Linked DNA regions of Oryctolagus cuniculus: region 2 is linked to region 1. The links are chromatin contacts, called in public Micro-C maps. All regions are on one chromosome and are shown on one strand. The core of a region is the stretch at or near the end of the contact, and the rest is flanking DNA. Distances in the headings are between cores, read along the strand shown.

The links. Hi-C and Micro-C count contacts between places; a contact is called where the count stands out from the background.
Region 2: a Micro-C map of ear pinna shows a contact between it and region 1, with 3 times the contacts expected there. The contact joins the enhancer-like site here to the promoter of MAP3K14 in region 1. A contact is called at or near these places in 2 of 6 Hi-C or Micro-C datasets (ear pinna and an unstated tissue).

What each region holds. Positions count from the first base shown.
Region 1 is chr17:18,512,078-18,515,794 of mOryCun1.1, forward strand. MAP3K14 (mitogen-activated protein kinase kinase kinase 14) reads right to left here and starts at 1,392. Exons shown (of 16, transcript XM_008271593.4): 1 at 1,276-1,392. LOC103351585 (a long non-coding RNA gene) reads left to right here and starts at 1,093. Exons shown (of 4, transcript XR_007911546.2): 1 at 1,093-1,578.
Region 2 is chr17:18,560,690-18,564,762 of mOryCun1.1, forward strand. It overlaps LOC103351585 (a long non-coding RNA gene), which reads left to right. Exons shown (of 4, transcript XR_007911546.2): 3 at 2,859-3,014. Among named protein-coding and RNA genes, the nearest start is that of ARHGAP27, 37 kb to the right of the region's middle. Within about 2 kb of position 2,437, at least 1 of the 8 cell types and tissues checked has an H3K27ac peak or open chromatin away from gene starts, as enhancers often do.

The sequences.
Region 1 (3,717 bases), core at 142-2,641:
ATACTATCTCCCTCTAATCTTTCAAAAGGACCACATTTCTAGCTACTGGCTTTTCAACGTTTTTCCTGGAATAAACTTCAGACTGCCATTTTGTAAGGCGGCCCTGCTCTCACACTGCACTTCATTTTGCTTTGTGAGTTCATGGGTGTTCATGGTCTCCAGCGAACAAAAACAATCTTGCCGTGTATGCCACTCGGGTCCTTGGCACGCTCCTTCCCACCTCGTGCAAGCTTCAGGACAACGTTTTAACCTCCCTTCAAAGCCAGCACTTTGTCAAGTTCCTGAGCGCCAAGGGAGGGCTCCAGGACAGGTGGGCGAATCTTTGCACTGCACCAGCGGCCTCTCTCCGCCGGTACCCGGCGGCTGGGCTGCACATGCCCGGGCCACACTGGGCCTCCGGCACAGCAACGGTGTCTCTCAAGCGACCTGTGAAGTCTTGAGCGGGCGCGCAGGCTTCCAGCAGGGCTGGGGTCAGGAGAAGGTCGGAGGATGCTGCGGCCAGCCGGCTGCCCGCTGGGCCCCCGGAACAGACTCCGCTCCTCTTCCCGGTCTTGGGGTGTGACTCCCCAAGAACTTCCCACGGAAGGTCACAAACGGCTTCGGGGCCTGTGGGGGGCGCCCAGGGCGCGGGGCGGAGCAGTGCCGTGGCCCCCGCCGCCGAGGAAGGGGAAGCAGGGCGCTCCTGCGCGCGCCCAGGGCCAGCGTGGGGCCCGCGGGCGAGCGCGGCCTGGCGGCTCTGGCCAGCACGGCGCGCGACCGTGGCGCGAACGGCGCGTGCGAGAGCGCGCTGGCGGACGGCGGCGGGGCGGCGCTCGTGGGTCCCACCCGGGCCGCCGACCACCACCACTATCCCGGGGCGGCCGGTCAGGCCGCGGCCCCGCCCGGGACTGACAAGAGATCCCTCCCCGTCGCTCTCTCAGCGCCCCGCGCCGGGACCCGGGGTCCGGCCCAGTCACCTACCGGCCGCGCGCTGATCTCCCCAACCGAGCGAGTGCTATCCGCGCTGGCCCGTGGTCCCTCACCGCCGGCCGCCCACCACGGCGCTCGGGGCCCTCGGTCGCCCCGCCCCGCCCGGCCCCGCCCCCTCCACCGCCGTCCCTGCCGCCCCCGGAGCCCCGCCCCCGCCGGCGGCGGCCGCGTCGCCTCGCTTCCCGCCTCCTTTCTCTGGCCGCCGCGCGACCCTTGTCCCCACCCACTCTTCCAAGCCAGCTAATGACACAGCCCGTCGTGATTGGCCCATCGTCCCGCTCCCTAGCAACGATAGGCTAGCGAGACCTGGTTTCCAGAAATGGGCATCAGTTCCGGACGAGATTTATGCAGAAGCGATTGAAGGGCGGACGGTGGACAGAAGGCGGAGGCGGCCGCGCATGCGCACTCGGCTCTTGGCAGTTTTTTTTTTTTTTTTTTTTTACCGGTCCAGTTCTTGAAGTTACGGGAAAGAAGGGAGAGTGTACGCATGCGTGGGAACTCCCAGCCCTGGCTCCGGTTGCCGTGGCGACGACGAGGCGGTCCCGGTTCCGGGTTACCTCAGTTTTTCTCTTTGCTGCCGGGCGGTGGCGGCTGAGACGGGGCTAGCGGGTAGGAAAAGTTTTGTTGAGCACTTACTGTGCGCCTGGCGCTGTGGAGTCTCTGAGGAAGAGTTAGGCTACGGCTTGGGGAGCCGAGGGTGTGGACGTGGAGGGTGCGGTGGGTGCGCGCGGGGGGCTGGCGTGGAGCAGCAGCGGGGCGCCGGCGCTGTGGGAGTGTCTGCTTGTTGGGGTACAGGCCACGGAAAGACGGTGGCTTTCCGTCAGCAAAGGCGGGACCTGGAGTCTGGATAGGCACTGAGGGGTCCGAGTATTTCTGTCTGAGTGGGGGTGGGGGGGCCGAGTAGGGGAGGTGCGGATATTTTTTTCTTTTCTAACCTGTGCTGGCCTGCAGTGAGTTTGTATTTTATCTGCAATAAAGAATTCCAGGGGCACAGCGCACTAAGGCGACGCGGGCGTCCCGTGTCCGAGTGCCTGGGATGGAGTGTGGCCTCACTTCCGGTACAGCATCCTGGGAATGTGCACCCTGAGAGGCACCTGAGAGACTCAGACACTTGGGTTCCGGCCATTCCCGTGGGAGACCCAGGGGGAGTTCCTGGCTCCTGGCTTGGCCTAGCCCATCCCTGGCTGTTGCCGGCATTTGGGGCGTGACCAGCGGATGGAAGCTCTCTCCGCTCTCTCTGTTGCTCTGCCGCTTCGATACATAAAAAATCAATCAACTAAAAAAAAAAAGTTCCAGACTAATTTTTTTTTAAGTTTGCAAAATACAAGATGAGCCTCTGCCCTGGGCTTCCCGCCTCCGGCAGGGGCCCGTGGCAAGTGTGGTGATGGTTCTAGTGTCCTGGCTGGCAGGCCCCATCCAAAGCTGGCTTGAGAGGGAAGGCGCACCCCGCTGTGGACGTATTTACGCCGAGGCCTGGCCACCAAGTGCTCAGGACCCCCTTGCAGTCACTCTGGTGGCTCAAAGCCGCTCTCTGAAGCTCTGCACCCACCCCTGTGATCCCACTGTGGGTGCAGTTGGTGGACGGGGAGGACCATTTGTTTAGACAGGAACGGAACACTCAAAACTCGAGGGCTTCCCCCGCTCACCCATGCCAAAAATATGTTCTGCTTGGCTGGCCCACCGGCTTTTATTTGAGTTTGAATACCCAAAAGCCTGAGGTTCTGAATAGCCCCTGTCCTCTTATACACAGCCATTTAACCTCGTGCCGTCTGTCTGGCCCCTGGAGGCTGTGACCCCAGTATGGTTCCCTTAGAGTCTGTGTTTCGGAGCCAGACAGCCTCTGGTGTGTCTCCTGTCTCTGCCCTTGACCGACTGGCTGGGAAGCCCAAAGCTCATTCCACCTCCAGAGCCCAGAGTCGTTTCAGTGAGTCACGGAGAGACAGCCTGGCCAGCTGTGCAGGTTGGTGTCAGCAGCCTTTGATGCCATCTCATTCTTCCCACCACCTGTTTGCCTCTGGGCACGCCACTTCTCAGGAAAGACGTGGGCACAGCCTGAGCCTATGGATGCTCCCTGCCTCGCCTTTGCCTTTCTCGCTCCCTTTTAAAAGGTTTATTTTGTTTGAAAGTAAAAGGGACAGAGCTCTTCCAGCTGCTGGTTTGGTCCCCAGATGCAAACAACAGCTGGGGATGGGCCAGGCCAGAGCCAAGAGCCCAGAACTCAGTCTGCGCTTCCCAGCGTGGGAGGCAGGGATCCAAGTGACGGAGCCGCTTCCCAGGGTTTTACTCAAAGTCAGAAGCAGAAACAGAACCAGGCACTCTGATTTGGGAGGTGGGTTTCCCTAGTGGAGGCTAAATCTGCTGCGCCACAGCGCCGGCCCCAACCATTCATTCTTTAGGACATTCTTACCCATCTTCCCTGGACACTTCTTGGTTCAGGGTCCCCTGCATGTCCTCACCTACCCCCCCTCAATATTAGGTGTCTCAGTCTACCCACTACCACTAGTGTGTGTTCATGGGAGGGGAGGAACGGTGTTGATCTCAAGCTGCAGCCCTGGAGGAGTTTCCTGTCAGGTTGCAGGGGAGGAACAAACCACTGCTCACCCGAAGGGAACATATTCAGGACGAACAAGGCCTCTCGGGCCTTTCCAGGCCCCGCCATGTGGGGAGAAACAGGACAGTGCCCCCCCCCCCCCCCGCCAGCATCCTGAAATGCTCTACCCCCTGGAAGGAGAGCTTTGGGGCAAAACT
Region 2 (4,073 bases), core at 1,187-3,686, 50 kb after region 1:
CCTCAGGGTAAACACCCTGTGATTTCACAGCTTCTGACTTGTGTAGCAGTGGAACCACAGAGACTGCTCTTCCATTGCTCACCTCCTGTGTAGTTTAATTTGTTCACTCTCACTTTTATGCCGTATTCCATTGGGAGAATTACTGCAGTGTATCTGTCCGTCCTGCTGAGATACTTAGTGGTTGTCTTCAAATCTGGCCATCGTGAGCCAGGCTGCTGCGAACACTCTTGTGTGTGGGTGTTGGGGACACTAAGCACTCGTTTCTGAGGGAACCATAGCTGTGAATCAGATTCCTGGGTCCCAGGGTGATGCAGGTGTGTGTGGCTTCCCAGAGCAACTGGTGCCATTGAGGGAGTAGAAGTGCCCGTTGCTGCCCGGCCGTGCTGGCGTTCGCTCCTGGAACTCGGTTTCATTTTAGCCCTGGTGGATGTGCACGCTGATATCACGTGTCTTTAATTTGCATTTCTCTGATGACTTATGAAATTGGGCGTGTTTTATTTATTGGTTATGTAGCATACTTCGAAAAGTACATGGAAATTGGAATTAAAAGATGTTTTAGTAAAAAAAATTTCTGAAGATTTATTTTTTATTTGAAAGGCAAAGTTACAGAGAGAGAGAGAGAGGCAGATAGAGAGACACAGAGAGAGGTCTTCCACCCACTGGTTCACTCCCCAAATTGCCAAAATGACCAGGGCTGGGCCAGGCTGAAGCCAGGAGCCAGAGCTTCTTTTGAGTCTCCCACGTGGATGCAGGGACCCAAGCGCTTGGGCCATCTTCCGCTGCTTTCCCAGGCCATTAGCAGGGAGCTGGGTCTTAAGTGGAACAGCTGGGACTCGAACTGGCTCCCATATGGGATGCTGGCACCTCAGGCAGTAGCTTAGGCCCTGTGCACCACAACACGCAGCCCCTCACTCTGTCAAGAAAGAAAGGGAGAGAGACAGAAAGAAAAGGAAGAAAGAAATGTTGAAAAAAAAAGTCTTTGTGGGGACTGGCGCTGTGGCGCAGTGGGTTGGTTAACACCCTGGCTTGAAGCGCCAGCATCAAGACCCGGCTGCTCCACTTCCCATTCAGCTCTCTACTATGGCCTGGGAAAGCAGAAGATGGCCCAAGTCCTGGGCCCCTGCACCCACAGGGGAGACCTGGAAGAAGCTCCTGGCTCCTGGCTTCTGATCGGTGCAGCTCCGGCCATTGTGGCCATTGTGAACCATCAGATGGAAGACCTCTCTCTGTCTCTCTGCCTCTCCTCTCTCTGTGTAACTCTGACTTTCAAATAAGTAAATAAATCTTAAAAAAAAAAAAGAAAAAGTCTTCGCTGGGCCCTCCTGAGAGCCAGGCTGTGGGCACCCGGGCACGAAGGAGAAGATTTCCAGGCAGGTGCTAAGTGCGCTCGGCTTTCTTTGGCAGGGCCGCACGGGGAGAGTCTATTCAAAGTGCACACAACACACACATTTGGGGACACAGAGGCTGAGACTCACATTTTTAAAAGGCCGCTCCGTGCTGTGCACTGACAGCTTCCTGGAGGAGTGGGGCTGGTGGCAGAGAACAGGGGGAGGTCAGCTGGCACGGGGGGACACCTTGCACAAGGATGTGGAGGTGGCGACCTGCAGGTGCTGGTGAGAGAGACACCCAGGGAGGCTGAGCACCAGTGAGTGAGTGGGTAGCTAGGAGCCAGGGGCCAGGGAGCTGGAGATGGGGTAAAAATGGCAGAGAGGCCGGCGCCACCGCTCACTAGGCTAATCCTCCACCTTGCGGCGCCGGCACACTGGGTTCTAGTCCCGGTCGGGGCGCCGGATTCTGTCCTGGTTGCCCCTCTTTCAGGCCAGCTCTCTGCTGTGGCCCGGGAAGGCAGTGGAGGATGGCCCAAGTGCTTGGGCCCTGCACCCCATGGGAGACCAGGAGAAGCACCTGGCTCCTGCCTTCGGATCAGCGTGGTGCACCAGCCGCAGCGCGCCGGCCGCAGCAGCCATTGGAGGGTGAACCAACGGCAAAGGAAGACCTTTCTCTCTGTCTCTCTCTCTCACTGTCAACTCTGCCTGTCAAAAATTAAAAAAAAATGGTGCAGAGAGAGTGGGCTGGATTCCGATGGTGAGGGGTGCAGGTGCACGTCTGAGGAGGGTGCCCACCACCCGGCAGAGGAACCAGAGGCGGCTGACTCCTGGGCCCCTGGGAATGTTGGCCTGGCTCCCCTGCAGTGGCAGAAGCCAACACAGTAAGTGCCCAGCCTGCACCTGTGACTGGTGCTAAAACCACATGGCTGCAGGGCACAGGGTGGTGACTTGCAGGCAGGGAGGAGACTGACAGGGGATGTAGAACACAGGGGCAAAGCCTAAGGCTCCAGGTGTGGAAGAAGCAGGCTGGGGAAGGGCAGTAGTTTTTGGAGTGGGGAGGATGGGCAGGCAGAGGTGCTGAAGCCCAGCCCTGTAGCCTGAGCTCAGGGAAGCTAATGGGCTTCTCTCTGCCCACCCAGCCCACCTCCTCCAGGACTCACCCTGCCTCTCCCCGGGGGGCTACATCATCAGCCTCATCTCCCAGCCTTGGAGCTCAGGGCTGGATGCGAACCTGTGGGTTGAGGTCGAGAGGGAGACAAGCCGGAGTTTTCTTGGCCCACTTGCACAAAGGCCCAGAGCTCATGCTAAGCCTCCTCCTGTGCCCAGTTGGAATCACCCCTTGGGCAATAGGCATTTAGCACCCCCTGCTGGCAGCTCTGCTTCCAGCACTCCAATATCTCTGGCAGATGCTCACACAGCAGGCCTAAAATCAGGGCCAGCTCCAGGCTGAGCAGACATGGCATGAGGTCTGGCTGGGATGCGTCTGTGGATACTAGAAGTTTCCTCATTGCTCTCCATCCTTCCCTGCAGCCGAGAGACCCTCTTTAAAAGCGTAGCTGTGGAATACTACTCAGTAGGACTGGTACCCGCGGCCACTTGAATGGATCTGGCGGCACGAAGCGGAGAGGGACAGGATGGCTGGAAGAGCTCCCCCTTGTGTGAGTCCACGTGTATTACAGTCCCCAGGTAAAAATCGCGGCGATGGGAGAAACGCAAGGTTGCGGGGCGGAGCGGGGGGGGGGGGGGGGGGGGGGCCTGCCAGGAGCTTCCTCCGGGTCTCCCATGTGGGTGCAGGGGCCCAAGGACTCATAGGAGATGTTGGTGTTGCAGGTGGCAGTGTAACCCACTGTGCCACTACACTGGGCCCCATTTTTCTAATGTTTGTTTGTTTATCTATTTGAAGGGCAGAGAGACAGGACAGAGTTCTCCTATCTACTGTTCATTCCTCAAATACCTGCAATAGTCGGGTTTGGGCCAGGTCAAAGCCAGGAGCCAGCCTCATGGGTGGCAGGGACCCAGCTGCTTGAGCCACTACTTCCTGTCTCCCAGAATCTGCTTCCGCAAGAAGCTAGCGCTGGGGGCTGAGCTGGGACCTGAACCTGGGCCCTCTGACATGAACCTCGGGAGCGTCCTAACAGCTGTATCAAACACCCTCCCCAGACCATAGAGCTGATTGAGCCGTTCTGTGCCTTGACTGCGGCTGTGCACCTGTGATAAAGTGCAGCTGTGCACCTGTGATAAAGTGCCAGGGAGTTGTGCACAAAGATGACCGAAACATGGGTGCGTGCAGAATGGCAAGATCAGGTGAGGGCCGCAGTCCGGCAGCTGTGGTCAGCGCCTGCCAGTCACTTCCCTGGTTTTGCTAACGCACTGGAGTTATGTAAGATGTCACCCCTGGGGGAAGTGGGTGATGGGCACACGGGACCCCTCTCTACCAATTATTCATTCTGTCCCATGGGCCATAAAGAATGAAGTTCAGGGGCCAGCGCAGTGGCACAGTGCCTATGAGCGGGTTAAGCCTCCACCTGCATCACTGGCATCCTCAAAGGTCCCAGTTCCGAGTCCCAGCTGCTCCACTTCCGATCCAGCTCCCTGCTATGGCGTAGGAAAGCAGTGGAAGATGGCACAAGTCCTTGGGCCCCTGCACCCATGTAGGAGACCTGGAGGAAGCTCCTGGCTTCGGCCTGACCAGCCCTGGCCATTGTGGCCATTTGGGGAGTGAACCAGTGGATGGAAGAGCTCTCT